Regions from separate parts of the Mus musculus genome. Here region 1 is linked to region 2. A link is a contact called in public Hi-C data. All regions are on one chromosome and are shown on one strand. The core of a region is the stretch at or near the end of the contact, and the rest is flanking DNA. Distances in the headings are between cores, read along the strand shown.

What was found. Hi-C and Micro-C count contacts between places; a contact is called where the count stands out from the background.
Region 1: a contact with region 2 is called in a Hi-C map of embryonic stem cells, with 7 times the contacts expected there. The contact joins the promoter of Lrp2 here to the promoter of Stk39 in region 2. A contact is called at or near these places in 2 of 39 promoter capture datasets (cranial neural crest and hippocampal neurons), 10 of 484 Hi-C or Micro-C datasets (all in embryonic stem cells) and 3 of 115 datasets of contacts at active chromatin or transcription factors (all in embryonic stem cells).

Annotation. Positions count from the first base shown.
Region 1 is chr2:69,584,641-69,589,018 of GRCm38.p6, forward strand. It overlaps Lrp2 (low density lipoprotein receptor-related protein 2), which reads right to left and starts at 1,389. Exons shown (of 79, transcript NM_001081088.2): 1 at 1,175-1,389. The coding sequence starts at 1,253.
Region 2 is chr2:68,470,546-68,474,907 of GRCm38.p6, forward strand. It overlaps Stk39 (serine/threonine kinase 39), which reads right to left and starts at 1,436. Exons shown (of 18, transcript NM_016866.2): 1 at 1,089-1,436. The coding sequence starts at 1,332. It overlaps Gm13596 (a long non-coding RNA gene), which reads left to right and starts at 2,419. Exons shown (of 4, transcript XR_866392.3): 1 at 2,419-3,460.

The sequences.
Region 1 (4,378 bases), core at 139-2,638, 1.1 Mb after region 2:
CTCACCCATCAACCCCAATATGTGATCTAGGGAAATCAATTTATTGCTTTGACTAATCCTGCAACAATAGGGGTTTCATTTTTATTGTAGGGCAATTAAGTTGTCCGACGGGAAAGAGCGGGAGGGGAAGTGGGGACTGGCCCATCCCCACAGACAGATTAGTCCCTGCAGAGGCTGCAGCGTCCGTTCTGTCTGTCTGGTGGTCGGTCACACGCAGCACCAGGCTGCTACCTAGCAACGAAAGCCAGGGAGAGAGCTCGTGGGTTCTCCTTGAGTCAGTCTCTCTCTCTCTCTCTCTCTCTCTCTCTCTCTCTCTCTCTCTCTCTCTCCCTCCCTCCCTCCCTCCCTCCCTCCCTCCTTCCTCACTTTGCTTTCCCGTTTTCTCCATTCCTTTCAACTTGTCTCTCATTTTCTTCTCTTATAGTTTTCTATTCTAAATAATTTCCTCCCTTTCCTCTCTCTCCCTGTTTCACGGGGAAGGAAAAAAAAAAAACCTCCCGGACAACTTGAAAAAGTTTGTAGTCACTTTAGAAACTTTCTGCATTCCAGTCCCCAAACTCAGGCGCAGCTAACCAGCTCCATTCATCAACACAAAAGCACCCGCTCTGGGTAGGAAAGGGAAAGCCTTCAAGAAAAGTACTCTAGTGTATCAGCCGCTTCCTCTGCCAATCCCACCTCCCCGCCTTATCTGGGCTCGTAAACGATCGGTATCATGAGATGCGGTCTCATGGGGGTCACCGCGGGACAGGGTTTCGCCACTGATGGAAGGAGGCTCTGGCCGGCGGCCCCTGGCGCACGGTGGGATCGGATCTCCCGCGCCGGCTGGACGCTGCAGGTGGAAAGCGGCGCTGGGAGCGGCGTGGAGGACCGCCCCGCCCCAGCCAGAAGAAAGCTGCAGACCCACGCGGGAGACCCTCGTACTCCAGGTTCCATCCTGGAAAGCCTTGAGGGTCAGGACTAATTCCCGTGGGAACAAAGGCACGATAGCCGTGGGACGAGCTGTCACCGAAACCGGTGCGTCCGCGTTCCCCAACCAGTACAAGAAGCGGCGCTGCAGTCATCTCTCCTGGGGTCACCGGAGCGCTCAGCCGGAGCAGCTCCGCAGCCGCCCACCCTCGTCCGGCTCAGCTCCGCAGCGACTATGGTGGCGTAGCGCGGGCAGGTGACCGCTTACCTTGGCCACTGACTGGCGCCAGGCAGGCAGCGATCGCCAGCAGCAGCATCCATGCCGCCGCCGCGGCCCCGCGCTCCATCGCGGAGACGGCCCCGGGCCTCGCCGTTCCTTCCCCGGGAGGTGGGCGCGCGTCGCAGCGGGCACAGGCAGGTTACTCCGCTCCGGAACAGGAGTCTTGCTCAGCAGCAGTCGCTGGCTCCTAGAGGCAGAAAGCCGGTCCCGGCGCCTGAGGCATCCCGTTTTCTACCCGCGCCAGTCCCCACCCTCCAGACAGTGCATAAAGCCCTCTAGACCAGACCGCCCCGGAACTAGCATGCGGGAATCCAGTGGGCCAGGCCCCCTACTGCCCGGCCCGCCCCCTGCACTTTGCGACTCTGGGAGGAGTGGGCCCTCGGACACTTGCGCGCTAGCACATGCACACTCCACAAGCGCGCTCGCTCGTGCATGCTCTCACCCAGGAGCACAGGCTCCGGGAACACAAAACTGCCTCCCACGCTGGCGAGCGCCCACCCCTCGCTCGCACGAGCACACACACTCCAAGGTCCTATTCAATCACTGACAATAATCGCCGCTGCTCACATTCGGAGCAAGGGCTTGGCCTCGCCACTCAGAGGGATGGCTAGACGGGGCGAGGAAGAAATTGGCCACGGACACAAACTCTAAAACGTTATCACCGGTGGGAAGGAATGGAGAAAGGGGGGAAGTCAAGAGCAGCGACTAAAAAAAGAAAGAAAGAAAGAAAGAAAGAAAGAGAAAAGATGAAAAGGGAAAGAAAAAGAACAAATGGGGAAAGGGGAGCAAGGAAAGGGGAAGAGAAAGAAGGGGGAAGAAAAGAAAAGGCAGAGGGTGTTTTAGTGCGGGTCTTTCATCTCAACACTCGGGAGACAGAGACAAGTGGATCTCTGTGAGTTTGAGGCCAACCTGGTCCACACAGTTCCAGGACAGCCTGGGCTATGTAGAAAGAACCTGTCTCAAAAAGAAGGGAAGAGGGAGGGAGGGAGGGAGGGAGGGAGGGAGGGAGGGAGGGAGGGAGGGAGGGAGGGAGGGAGGGAGGACCAGAAAAAAGCTGGACAGAGCCAAGCCGCCTGACCTCCTTGCCTCGGTGTGAACTCGCTAAGCTGCCTCGGGGCCCTCCTCCCCCTGACAGGGTGCAGGCTACCCAGATGGGGTAGCTTGTGTTTTTATAGTCAGAGAGGAGATTCTATCATTGCTCTGGAGGCCATAACTATCTGGCTCCCCAAGCGTCAGGTGTCAGTCATGCCAGACAGCGTCTCCTACAGTTCTGTTCATTTCGAAACAAAACTTGGGGGAGGGGTTGTTTTCTCCGCAATGCCAATAATGAGAGAAACACCAGGAATTCGGGAGAACTCTATGGTTCCCCTCGGGGACCACACTGAACCTGTTAACTGGGAGACAACCCTCTTTAAGAGAGTGGACCTTACACGAGCCCTTCAGACCCCGGTCTTCAGTTCCGCAGTGCCGAGACGAGTCAGTCGGTGCAATTGGTTGCTCTAGGAGCCCCACCGGAGGACCCGGCTGATTCTCAGCCTGATCATCCCAGAATCTTCTGCCCCAGTCGCTGCAGCAAGCCCATAGAGCCCTAGACCATTTTCCTAGAGTCGTTTTCCTTAAGCAAAAGGGCTGTGATGTAGGAAAGGCGGCTATCCACGTGGTGACAGAGCAGGGTCCCTCTGCCTTCCCTCCCTGGAGCGATGGCCTGCCAGTTACTGCCCTCCTCTTCTCCCCCCTGCAAGTATAGTCTGGACCTCTGCTGACCACAACAGCGAGTGCAGCGTGGCTTAGGCTGGCAAGCCTTGGGGATGGGGGACAAATTAGGTGTTGCTTTTGGAAGACAAATCTGGCACCTAAAACTTAAAAGACTTAAAATCAGTAGGTTTGTGAAAACAACGTCTGGACAGGGAAACTAAAGTTAGATGCTTTGGCCAAAGGTTTCTACTCTGAGGCACCCAAGAGGAGCGAGGATTGGGGACCCCAGGGAGGAGGGGTTGGTGTGGAAAAGGAGTCAACAGGTGGGGATTGGGTAGGGGGCGCGAAGCTGCCCTCCAGTCTCAGTTTGTGATTTATGCTGGTCCCAGAATGACTGTACAAGACCGCGCTGGGGTCATGAAGGTTAGAAGCCTTCCAGGGCCAGGCTGCATGGACGTCCCGCATCACTGCTCCGCCAAGTTGCAGAGATCCTCGACCTGTGCCTGGGAGGCAAGTTGTGTGTGTGTGTGTGTGTGTGTGTGTGTGTGTGTGTGTGTGTGCGCGCGCGCGCGCGCGCGCGCTCCACAGTGGCGGTCCAGGGATCCAAGCATTCCTTTCGGCACTGAAGGGTTCTTCTCATTGTTGCTGCCTTTGTGCTCTAGTGTTGCCAACTTACCGGAATTCCAGACGTGGTTGCACAGCGGGGCTCAGGCTGACCACACTAGCCAGCCATTTGTGTAGGGGACCACGCAGCGCTAATCCCAAAAGTATGGCAGAAAGGGGAGGGGGGTATGAGGCGGTGTGGATGGGGGATGACTAAGCGCATGGTTCATCCTTCCTCACACGTTTCCAATTCAAAAAAAAAAAAAAAAAAGCCACTATCCCATCGCAATCCCAAATTTACAGCCCTAGTAAGAGTCCTGTGAGACACATGTTTATCTCAGGTATTTATTCCTAAGGATGCTTGTGACTAGATTTGGAGAGTTATGTCTATGGACCAGTTTACTATAGGTAAGCCCACAGTAATTCAGTTGTGGTGTAAGCCAGCATCGCATCACTCCCTTCTGATGAAAAAAAAAAATGTAGTTTGTGCCATATTTCTCTCTCCATGTATGTATAAAAATGTAGTTTGTGCCATATTTCTCTCTCCATGTATGTATATGGACTTTACAGAGCACTCTTCCGGAACAGGATAGGGTAAGCTGGTCAAAAGTGAACTTTACTCAGTATATCTATGCCAATTGGCTTTTCCTTAATATATGGTTCTTGTTACCTCTCTTATTCTATTCATTCATCTCAGTATCAAATTATTAGAACTATATCTCTAAGTATTTATTTCTACCATAAACCAATTTCATGCTTCCTGCCGTGGGCATAAGATTGTACAGGTTTCCTTGGGTAAAATTCAACTTCCGTTGCTAAGAATCCAGCCCAGCATTTTCTCCTGCGAGCCACTCACCCAGCTGCCCACTGGACAGCTCCAGTTTAAACTCCACA
Region 2 (4,362 bases), core at 186-2,685:
TTTTTAAATGAAAGAAAAAGATAACTTGAATTTCCCCCCGTCCCCATCTTTAAATATCAAGATTATGAGCCAGCAACATCCCCAGTCCAGAGTTCATAAGGTTATATGATGGGGCCCACTTTGCCTGGCAGCATCGGTGAGGCACAAAACTTCTAAGTGAATGAACCTTTAGGTAAGGTTCTAAGCTAGAGGACACCACAAATATCCTGGCCCTACACGTGTTTGGCTCAAAGAAAAGTAACGCGGGCTTCTTGCCTTTCGACTTTGCCAGGTATTTAAAAATGTAAGATAAGATGGTATTAGTGAGCTGCCTAGGAGACACCGAAAGGCTGGGCGCGGATCGTGGACAGCCTCGAGTTTCACCCCAGCAGATCCTCCCGGAGCAGGGCAGAAGGCCAGCGCGGCCGCTCACCGGCCCCGGGGCTGGCAGCAGGCGGCGCGCCCGCAAGGAGGGAGGCAGGTACCGGGCGCACCGCGCGCAGAGCCGGGTTGCAGGGCGAGCATGCGGCGGCTGTCAGAAGAAGGCCAGCATCCTCCCTGGTCTGGGCAGGCGCCTGGGCCTCTGCCACTACTACGTGGCTGGGCTACCCACCGAGAGGTCATGGCAGGAGGCAGAGGCGCGGCTGCGCCCGCAGGGTCTCCCAGGACGCGTTTCACCCAGCACGGCGCGGGGGCGCGGAAGCCCAGGGCGGCGCCCCCGCATCCCCACCCCGCCCAGGCAGCCCATCCGCGTGGTCAGCGGCCACGAGCTGCGGCCCCAGGGCTCGAGGGGGGAGGAGGATGCGGCGTTACTGGGTTCCAGCTCCGCCGCCCCGGCGATCCGGGAGATAAAAGTTTGCAGCCTGCAGCTCGTCTGCAGTGCGAGTCACATCCGCCGCGCCACCTCCTGCAGCAGCCGCGCTCAGGGAAGGAAGGGACAAATTAAAAATTAAAAAAGACAATAAAATAACTGTTGAAGCCGGTAGGCCCCGAAGCCGGCCGCTCTGCCTCTGGGCGTGCAGGCAGGCAGGAGAACCGCATCCCGCACCCACTCCCGCCCAGTCTCGGCGCCCGGCCTGGACCGGCCCCGCAGCACCCTCCGCACTGACCGATAACCTCCTGGAGCTCGTACGCGTCCCTGCAGATGGGCCAGCCGACCGCCTGAGCTGCCGGGGCCGGGGCTGGAGCAGCAGCTGGAGCCGGGGCCGGGGCTGCGGACGCCGCCGGAGCCGGGGCCGGGGCCGGGGCTGGTGCTGATGTCGCGGCCGCCGGGGCCGTCGCCGCCGCCGCTGTCACCGGGGCCGCCTGCTGGGAAAGCTGGACGTGCACAGGCGAGCCGCTCGGCTCCGCCATGATGCTGCGGGAGGAGAGTGAGGGGACGCGCCGGCCGGCGGACGACCTTCCACTTGAAACTTCCCTAGCCTCGTCGCCCACACCTCTCGGCCGGCGCACGCCCTCCCCGTCCGCCGCAGCCGCCGCCGCCGCCGGAGCCTGCCACGAGGGGAGGGAGCCAGCCGGAGGCCGAGCGGGGCGGAGGGAGGAGGCTGCGCCGCGGAGGCGGGGACGGGAGGAGGCGGCGGCCGCCGCGCCCGCCGCGCGCCCCGATCCTCGCGCGCACGGTGCTCTCAGCGCCGAGGGGAACCGCCGCCCCCTCCCGCCCTGCTCGCCGCCAGGGAAGTTTCCACGCGCTGGGAGCCGGGCGGCTTCGGGGGGTGATTTCGGGGCTTGCCCCGCTCCCTTCCTGCCCTGCCGCGCCTCCGCCCTAGACAATCGCACTCTCCCGAAGAAGCCCCCCTGGGACTCCGAGGGCGGGGTCGTTGAACGGCTGCCAGATTCTCAGCCTGCTAACTCTCCCCGAGCGAGCGAAAGAACCTGGAGTTCTTTTACAAGTTAGCGAGGGAGACACCTACCTACACGGCGTCGGTTTTGTAGGACGCCGGTTAAAAAATAACCCAACTTGTAACTTTCCGGCGCTTTACCTGGCAGGAGCCCTTTCGCACCTTGCCTAATGAAATCGCCAGTGCTGCTCTGAAATGAAACCCGACTCCCTAAATCCCCGGCTTTCTCTTTTGTTCAAAGACACTTGGACCCTAGGAAGGTGATGTCAGGGGCAGTGAAGTTACAAGAAGTAGAGAGGAGAAAGGAGTGTAACAAAATCAGAGCGCAGGCCTAGCATGCTATGGTTCTATCCCCAGCACTTTTTATGTGCTTAAAACCATGCTCGGAGGTAAAGTGCCAGCTTAATACACTTAAGGTCCTTGGTTCGATACCAAGTACAAATGAATACATAAACAGTCACATTAACCCTTTAAGACCCTAAGGTCAGACAGCAAGTTTCTTGACAGAACACTATGAACCTACTGGGGCATAAATTAACTGCAATGGAAAGTTTTGAATAAATGCTGCTTTTTCAACACTCCCCAAATTACCTCATCTTTAAAATAGCTGTGGCAAAACCAGAGATTTTTCTAATTGCAGGTGTCACATTTGAATGTTCAACTCTCATCCCTCACAGAGGTGACCACTATTAAAAGATTCTTGTCTCAGGCTGGAATGGTACTCTGACTCAATAGGCGTATTCGTTATGTGGCTGACATTAGGCTGGCTGGTTCTCACGAGACAGCCAGGCTTGAGAAAGAACAAAGCACAGGAGAGCCATGAAACTCTTAAAGGGATAAAAATAAAAATCTCCTTAAACTCTTTAAAAAATAATTCAAAAGAAACTTAGACATTTGCTAGGAGAAAAACCAGTTGTCTGGCAAAAGCAATGACGTTAACTGTTTACTTAACCTCTTAGGGCACTATGGGACAGATGGATAAACTAGCAACTAGCATGACTTGCTCAAAGAGCTAATATTTATGCTGCTAAGAACTTGTATTTCCTTTTGTGCAGATATACTATTTTTTAAAAAGCCAGCATATTTGTTTTAATTTATGTCAAGAAATAGACTACTTCATAAACAAACTCTAGGCCTCTGATGAACAGGGCAGTTATCCCAAGTCACTGGTTACCTCTCCCTGAGCTGCTCCCATTTCATCCAAAGAACTTTTAAGGACTGCTTTTAAAGGAAAAAGAGACAAGATTAACAGAGCATTCCTCCACGTTGTCATATGAAGTTATGTCTTGACTTTTGATCGTGAAATGGGATTGTGAAGGCCAGGAAAGCCTTTAAGACATGCTAGGAAAACATGATTCACAGAATCGAGGCAGCAACCCCAGACCACTTGGTTTCCCACAAAGAACGACTGTTCCCTCCTCAGAGGCCAGATATCTGTCCTCAGCCAACCACTTTCTAAATGACCACCAGGGAAGCCATTTGTAAGAATTCTCATGAGCTCAAGGCTGTTAGTGCTTTTCAACTGAAGATTAGGTTGCAACAGAAGACTGGAAACGCCAATGTTCTGGCCAGGAAAGGAATCTTCTTTTTAAAAAAATCATCTGGCATGAAACTTGGCTGAGGTTACCAGGGTATAGAATGAGGTATGTAAAGAGCGAGCACGGACCCTTCTCTTCTCTTCTTGTTTTCAAGTCTCTGAATGAATGAATCCTATTTTTTTAAATAAATCTTGTTTGTATTTTAATAGCATCCTTGACCAGAAACACAACATAAACTTAGAGACCAATTTCCAGGAAATCTTAAATACCTCTTAAATATATACATTTCCAAGTGCAAGTACTGGGATCCCTCAGTTATTGATGGAAACATTAACTTCCAGATTCAATCCCATGCTTTTTTATCACTTATAAAAGCCCTGCTCTCTTCTTTATATATAAACCCGATGACAAAGGACCCTGGCACTAGATGTTCTTCTAAATTCAGCTTAGTTACCTGTGGAAGGAAGGGATGGGTATGCCATACACCCTTGCATGTTGTCAATCTGGCAACCATTAGGAAAGCCACTGAGGGAGACAGACACCTGCTCTGTGATGAGGAACAGTCCTTCTTTGTGGGCAATGAAATGACCCGTGCCTGATTCAACCTGTGATTGGTCTTATAGGTTCCATGTGTTACTCCGATGTCCCCCAAACTTCCTTGGCATTCGTAATCCCAGTCCATGAGCTGAAAGTAAAAATACCAAGTCGTCTGATAAAATACCGGCTATATCTATCTCATAATTGGTTTTCTCCTTTCCCCTTAAAAGTTCTCCTGGGGAGGATGGGAGGGAGCAGCTTTCAGAGAGATGAGCAGATGCCGCTCTGTATAAAGAGATCATTGTTCGTAAGGTGAAGGTCCCTATAAAAGAGGCCTGAGGAAAGGGAAGCACAGGGATACACACCCGTAACCTTAGCACTGGGAAGGCTAAGGCAGAGAAGGATAGCTTGTGTGCAGCCAGCCTGGATTACAGAAGGGAGACCTTGCTTCAAGAAAGAAAGAAATCCTC